Linked DNA regions of Lactuca sativa: region 2 is linked to region 1. Evidence: chromatin contacts called from public Hi-C data. All regions are on one chromosome and are shown on one strand. The core of a region is the stretch at or near the end of the contact, and the rest is flanking DNA. Distances in the headings are between cores, read along the strand shown.

Region 1 (4,133 bases), core at 1,079-3,578:
TCCAAGTAGGCTCGTACGAGGCTGAGGTGATGTTGAGAGTCGCCAAGGTGTTAGGATGGAGACGCCTGAGTCTCTCTGGATGAGTAGTTGGTGGGCGAGATCTTGGTTGTCGACGAAGATGAGGTGACAATAACCAATAGAAAGAATGATCAGTGGTCCATATTTTAATTTAAGATTTCGATTTTTTTTTCAGATTTGTGATCGAAGTGTTGGATCTTTTGTGAAATATGAAGATGTTGTAAGACTATATTTTACTGCATCTGCGATTCTTCATAATGCATCACTAGGTAACTCAAATTTCTTTTTTTCAACTCTTTTTTCCTTCCCGCATCTTGCCTTGGTTACGTTATTAAACTTGCGAAAATCTTGGTGAACCTGATAATGAATTGTGAACATTTGATTGTTGGTTGTATTTTTTATGGAAATTTGAAGTGATTTTATTGATATTGTATGGCCTGATCAATAATTAAATAACGAGAAGTGTGAATCTTGGGTGACCTAATTTTGATTTCACCGATCAGGAGGTGTGCCTATGGTGAGGATTTTGTGCACTATTCTTGGCACAACACCTGTTCGACCAAATGCTTCAATGACTATGTTTGAATAAGTGTGATTGGTTTATAAATTGATCGTGATTTTTGTTTTGTAATTTATGATTATGTCGCTCATTTATTTCAGGGAAAGTTCATGGTCCCAGTTTGATTGAACCAAGAGGTCATAATAGCTCATTAGATTCAACTCCATGCTCCTTAATCATTACAAGCTTCTGAATCTTGTTAGTGTTAAAGATTCAAATGAAAAGGATCCAGATCAAGATATTAAAAAAGTAGAGTTTATATTTTTTTCAATCCTATTCAATTATGAATATGTTAAAATTCATTAATGATTATGAAATTGAGATAAAATTAATAGATTTTATTTCATCATTGTTAATTATTTATGATTTTCAGCTCTATTCAATTTATTCATCAGTGTTAATACATGATTATACATGATTTTAGTTATCATCATACATGAATAAATCTCTATTCATTATAAGGTTTATGTTAAAAACTAAAAAAAAATTTCATAATCATTTTGTTGGGAAATACCGGTCAATTGAAAACGTTAGGAGTAAAATATTGCACTTTTATATATGTGATTTCAACAAAAATGAAAGATATAGGGGCTACGTTTTCCTTTCCCTACCATCAAAAGACAAACATACATTCATTTGTGAATCAGTGAAGATGTATACACAACTTTATTATCTATTTTTTTTAATTATCTTTGAACTTGATTATGCAGGTGTGACCCCAAGAATAACAATGATCACATGTGCCCTTTTTTGTTTTTGTGTGTGCCGGTAGCAACAAGAAAAATTACAGCAAACTGGATTTTTTATCTTCTTTAGTCATTTGTGATTACAACTAAACTATATTCTTTTATCTTTACATGCATTTTCCTTTATTCATTAATGATTTCAGGTGTATTTGTTTTCTATATTTGTAAATGTACTTTATACGTTTATGATTACGACTAAATTGAGTTTTTATTCTTAGTTATTTATTTTTTATGGTGCTTTACTCATTCCATCTTTTATTGTTGTATATAATCTTTCACAATTAACATAATCAGATCAAATAAAATTATTCAAAAAATTAATTTAATGTATGTTTTCATTTATTTATGAATACAAATGAAAAAAAAATGTTTTTTCAATCTTTATTCATATAATATCTGATGAATGATAAATTATAAAAAATGACTTTGTTAACAAAAATTAATAAAAAATATTTTTGTCATATATTAATAAAAAATAAAATAAAAATAGGCTAATCTATTATTTTAAGTAATTGTAATTAATATTGCTAAAATTTAGGAGATTAAGATTTGCTATAATTTAAATTAAATATGCAATTAATAATATACCTTTGTAAAATGATTGGTTCAGAACTGTTCCCGCGTTCTCAACCTTTTTGATGTTCTCATTTGATGATTTCCATATATATATATATATATATATATATATATATATATATATATATATATATATATATATATATATATATATAAGTAGGTTCATTTAAAAACATAGATTAGTGTGAATACGTGAGGACGATTTACAGCCAATCAATATTTATCATTTAAAAAAATAAGTAAATTTATTTTTAAGGGTAAGCATGTAATTTTACACAAAAGTCAATCAAGTAATTAAAACAAATAGCCTAAAAATACGTTGATTGATCTTTCCATAATCCACAAATGAAACTCACCTACTAATCATTTTGTTATATCAGTCATATCATTCATCGTTTTGAAAAATATTTTATTATTCTATTGATCCAAATGGATTTTCATACAGAAGACGGCGATTACAACGATGATTTATATTCAATGCAGGATGGAATAGATCATACTTTTGGTGATAGTCTGTTCGATGACCAACATCATGGAATTGATAAAAATCCAAGTTTAATTTCTTACAAATTTCCGTATATCATGATAAGAATCCAGGTTTAATTTATTACAGTTTTTCGTAAATGTTAACTTCCATTTACTAAATTTCGATAGTATATTTTATGTTAATTCATCATTGTTTATTTTTAGTAGAAGATTGTTATATTTATGATTATATTGATCTAGATGCAAACGTTTTAGGTGATATTTCAATTGAAGACAAGACATTGGGTGTATTTGATGATAATCAATCTAATGATAATCATCAGCATGTGATTATTAATGGAAAACAGTATTGGATTCCAAAGGCCCCTGATGAAGTTAAGCCAAAACTTAAAGGTCATTACAGGTCCTATGAAGATATAACAGATATGTATTACAAGTATGCTCTTGCAGCAAGTTTTGATGTTAGAAAAACGACAAATGGGAAAAATGGGCATGGTATTATTAGATTGAGATACCTCGTGTGTAACAGACAAGGTCTTCCTAATACAGGTCATGTTGATACATTGAACCCAAACAGAAGTAAGATAAAAAGAAAGACTGATAGTCGAAGGACTGGATGCAATGCTTGTATCAGATTTAGGATGATAAAAGGAAGCTCTACATGGTTGCTATATGAGTTTGTAGAGGAACATAATCATGAGCTTATGTCTCAAGACGACATATTGTTTTCCCGACACCACAGACAGCTTAATTCATGACAAAAATCGTTCATTATTAGTCTTTCTAATCAGAACGTTTGTGCCACCCAAGCTCACAGGCTATTTACTGCTATTAATGGTGGATACAATATTATTGGAGGCACTGTTGATGATTTTAAAATTTTGATGAGGGATCTTAATTGCTTTATAGGTGGAACTGATGCTCAAATGTTAGTCGATAAGATGACAAACAGAACAAAAAATGTTCCTAATTTTTCATTCGATTTCAGAGTAGAAAATAAGCAACTCAACGCTATGTTTTGGGCTGACGAGACCTCAAAGATAAATTATAAAGAATTTGGTGATGTTGTCTCCTTTGATGCCACATTCCGAACAAACAGGTTATGTATTTTTTATGTTTATGTTTTTTGTTTTAATTTTAAGTCTTTTAAAATTTTCAATGTAAATTTTACCACTTTTTAGGTATGACATGGTATTTGTTCCTTTCACTGGAATCGACAATCACAAAAAGTGTGTTACTTTTGGTGCTGGATTGCATAGCAAAGAGGATATCGACTCATACACATGGTTGTTGAAATCTTTTCTTAAAGCCTTTGGTAAACAACCAATATTGGTGTTATCTAATGAAGACCCGCGATGAAAAACGCTATAGCCAATGTTTTCCAGAATCAATTCATAGGTTGTGTATGTGGCACATCACTTCCAAATTACCATTGAAGGTTACAAGCTTTTATTTAATAATCTCTCGGTCAACATTTTATTCATTTTGAATCACTGTTATTTTAATTTTACATTCTGAAAATAATCAATGATAGTACTTTTGTATCTCTAACATATAGTCTACACTGACTAATGTTCTATAACATTATTATCGTTTCCTTTTATACATTTTGGATTGATTCAATGATTTTGATTTTTAACACCTTCCACATTTTCTTATTGTAAGGTATCGTTGGATATTGTCAACGACGAGGAATTTAAGTTACTGTTCAACTCCTTGATATGGAATACTAAGCTTGAAGAGAAAGA
Region 2 (4,133 bases), core at 870-3,369, 200 kb after region 1:
CTGCTGCCCTCTATCTTGATAAATCTTATTCCAAATTTATGACTTTTTGTGGCAGTGGTATATTAGTCTTTTGGCTTCAAGAAGTCAAGTTGATTTGACAAAAAATTATTCATTCAGTACTGAAAGTGAATGGTTATCTAATATAGGCTAGTATTAATAAATAAATAAATAAATAATTTAAAAAAAAAAAAAACTATCTTTAAAAGTCTATACAGGATTTGATCTCATTTTACTTACCGGATTTTCTTGTTCTTTTCAGTATGCTGTTGTGGGATGAGAAAGTCCTGCAATCCTGTTTGCGAAATCTAGATTCTAGAAGATTCACAGGACTAATTCGTAAAGGAAAGTATAGGTTCTAAATTCAGACAGGTCAGGAATCAGTTACACCCTGTTTGTCCAATGAGATAACTACCTAATTCGTCTTGAGAGATATAACAAAATTAAGCCACACCCTAATGTACTCTCCATCCTACTAAATAGTCAGAGTTGGGCATATCTAGTCAATGAATCAACCATTATCAAAACTAAAACCAAAATGCAGAAGTTATTTCACGAATAGAAAAGCGTACTCTTTGATTGGTGGTATTTCTTCCCAGCATGTTTAGATTATAAAAGATGATGTATTTCATATTTCTAACCTTAAACTAAAAATTGTTTGAAATCCCTACACTTCTATTCATATGCAGACAAGAAACTACACAAAATGTTATTGATTGCCATTTGTAATTGTACTTTTCTCTTAGAAGCATCATCCAAATTTGTGTTTTAGAATAAATGATTTTCAAATCAAAATATGGGTAAAGAATTCCCATATAAGTTTTTCATCACTTCCCTAATTGCCACTGCTGAACCTATTTGCATAACTGCTAACCCTGATTAAATAATTAAACATATTAAGGATTCAGAAAAGTTAGGATGCTGCTATCGGTTTATATCATTTAGTGTTTCAAGACTGTGTGAGGATACACAATATGTGATCATGGATCCAGTTTAAAAGAACTGGATGGATATACATATAGAGAGTTGAGCAAATTCATCGTTTACAATTGAGCCAAAGCAAAAAGTTGGAAGATTCCACAACCAACTACTTTTCACACCCACATGCACGAATTCACTGCTTAATTATCATTTGTATATAATTGCTATGAACTGAAAACCAAATTACCTCGTGAGAGCATCAAGAACTACAACAGCAATTCCCCTATTATCACTCCTCCCTGATTTCGGTTGATTATCTCCTTTTGCAGTAATATCATCATAAAATGCCCTTGCCGCCAACTTCACCAATCTAAATCCATCATAATTATAAACTAATCAAACCCAAATTGATGAAAATTTAAAGAAATTACAGAACTAAAACTAAAAAATCGCTTTATACGAATAAATAAGATATTTACTTGTTAAATGGCTCTATGCTCATGTTTTGATTATCCGAATACAAAACACCTAGAGTTTACGCTTTAGCTATTGACTTGAATCTGGTAATCACTGAACTTAGTAGAGGAATTCAGCAGCAATCTGATGATTCGGTGATCCTACTTGAACGATTGGATGATTCATAAACCTGATCACTTCAAGCAACATAAATTTAAAATTCAATTAGAATAAACAGTAATTAACATAGTGTTCCTACAAGCAATTCAAATAATAGGAATAAGTATACACTATAACTTTGGCCTATGTATTCTCATGTTATAACACCTCCAGGTTCAAATCCCTGCACAGTTGCAGAGCTTTAAATAAGAGTCGAAAATATAATTGGTAATATTGGATGATTATCATATCAACTCAAGTCATTTTCTCATATTATAACCAGTTTTAAGCCAAGTAACCAACAACAACAAACAATTAAAAATTGAATTAGGGTCTATTAATAAAGATGAACAAAATTAGGTTATACCTACTTGAGAGGCGAGCGTGAGCCAATGAGTGCAGAAAGATCGAAGAGGACAATAGCAAGAGGCCGATACAGATAGAGTCACAGGGATCGACGAGGAAAAGATCGAAGAGCAGCGAGAGGCCGAGGCTAATGAAGAGAAAATCGAAGAGAGGTGAGATCGTAATCGGACCAATCGGCCATGGTTTATGTTTATCCCCCTTTTAAGCGGACCAACTGGGCCAAATTTTGAGTTTGGTTCTCGACCCATAATAACGCCTACGAGATACGTACTCGATCCGAAATATATTAGGCTAAGGGCATGGATACCACAAACCTAGAACTTTGAGTAAATTACACGGATGGTCACTATGGTTAATGGTTACTTGCACGCTTGGTCCCTAAGAAGTTTTTTTAACTCGGACCATCCCTAAAACCTAAATTTGTTACCCGCCCAGTCCCTAAATTAACTTTGTCATCTATTTTGCTGTTATTAACCCCCATGTGAGTAGCACGTTGGGGGCATTTTTGTCCTTCCATGTTTATAGCCACTTAAAGACCTACCCAACCTTCTTTTTATCAATTTCTTCTTTCTCGTTCTTCTCGGTGCACTGGTGCACCGACTTCATCAGTAAGCTCCAAATAATAACATGCCTGAATGTTGATTTTTTATATAAATAGCAAACTTGAAAATCTTTTAATAATAAACTTCAATACCATGACATGTATCCGAGTCGTGAAGGAGGAAAGGGGTAAGAAAATGAAAAATGAACCTTGTTATTTGGTGTACAGCAAAAATGGGTCTGAAGGGTAAATTTGTTTTAATAGCATCATTCTCCTTTGATTCTAACATAGGTTCAAATCGGGCACCTACACTGAAAAATCCTTCTTTACTATTGTCAATCCAAGTTGGAACTTTCACCTGTTATGAAAAAATCAACAATGAACAAAAGATTAGTTAAAACTCATAAAGTCATATTCACCTGTTATACAAAGAGTTAACAACAGATAAGATATAAAATCAAGTTTTTAACATGTCTTAAAACTAGCTTCAGGGACTAACTTGATTTGGACTGAATAATTCCTTCCAACTAAGCAATCCTTATAAGTTTTACATCATAAATCAAGTTTGCATATTGCAAGCTTCTAAAAGATGTACAATACACTGAATTGGAAAATTTCACACAAAGAATTCCTAAATTTTTACTCCGTCAAATGCTAGAATCCAAATTGACAAAACCTCATATCTTTCTTTACTTCTTTCTCTCCCTCTCTCTCCAACCAAGAAGGAACTTTGAAAGCAGTTGTCTTCGAATTCCTAATGTTCGCCTCTGTATCCACACAACAAAATCCTTGTGCATATTCCTCTTCCTAAATCGATCCCCAGGTGCAAGGCTGCCTTTGTATGGATGAATCCTCTCTAAATCTTAAGACACATTGTCATTATGAATCGTGAATCGTTTCCAAATCCTAGAAATCGATGACAATGTTCATTGTTTCCACAACCTAGAGAATCGCTGACGTTTATTGTTTTCGCACCATAGAAATCATCGATGTTGTTTATCGTTTCCGTAGACTCCTCCATCATATCAGCGTTCTTCATCGTCTCCACACCAAAAAAATCACACCCGTCATTAGCGTTTCCGTAGATTCCGAAAATCGATCTGTGCGTTTACTTTTTCTTGTGACAGACTTGTTGTTCGATTTCAAGGTGAAGAAGCAAGTTGCGATGTGGCAGATGATTCAGGAGAAGTGAAGAAAGAAGAAGAAGGGTAAGGACGTGAGGGCGTTGGGTGGCGGTGATTTCTTTTATCTCTTTCTCTCTCCCTATATTAAATATAAAAGTAAGGGTAGATATGTCTTTTCACCATAGTTTAACAGCAAAACAAACGAAAAGTTAACTTAGGGACCGGGCGGGTAACAAATTTAGGTTTTAGGGATGGTCCGAGTTAAAAAAACTTCTTAGGGACCAAGCGTGCAAGTAACCATTAACCATAGGGACCATCCGTGTAATTTATCTCTAGAACTTTTGAAGTCAAATCAATGCCCCCATCACCTTCTTTATTAACCTCCTATCAAGTACCAACCGAGTGACCCTTAAAAATGATTACCAACCCACTAACCCTTAAAAATATTACCACTCGACGTCTTTTTTTTTATATTTTTGAACAATATTAGATTAAATTAAAAAATAATTCAAATAAAACACACACTAAAAGCATTAAATTAAAATACATTGCATTAATTTTTAAACACA

Evidence for each region. Hi-C and Micro-C count contacts between places; a contact is called where the count stands out from the background.
Region 2: a contact with region 1 is called in a Hi-C map of leaf, with 3 times the contacts expected there. The contact joins the promoter of LOC111919700 here to the promoter of LOC111919773 in region 1. A contact is called at or near these places in 3 of 4 Hi-C or Micro-C datasets (leaf and seed).

Annotation. Positions count from the first base shown.
Region 1 is chr8:17,233,475-17,237,607 of Lsat_Salinas_v11, forward strand. LOC111919773 (protein FAR1-RELATED SEQUENCE 5-like) reads left to right here and starts at 2,329. Exons shown (of 5, transcript XM_023915366.1): 1 at 2,329-2,452; 2 at 2,590-3,049; 3 at 3,164-3,484; 4 at 3,567-3,717; 5 at 4,051-4,133. The coding sequence starts at 2,329.
Region 2 is chr8:17,433,456-17,437,588 of Lsat_Salinas_v11, forward strand. LOC111919700 (transcription initiation factor IIE subunit alpha) reads right to left here and starts at 2,120. Exons shown (of 11, transcript XM_023915283.3): 1 at 1,905-2,120; 2 at 1,398-1,564; 3 at 1,166-1,288. The coding sequence starts at 1,420.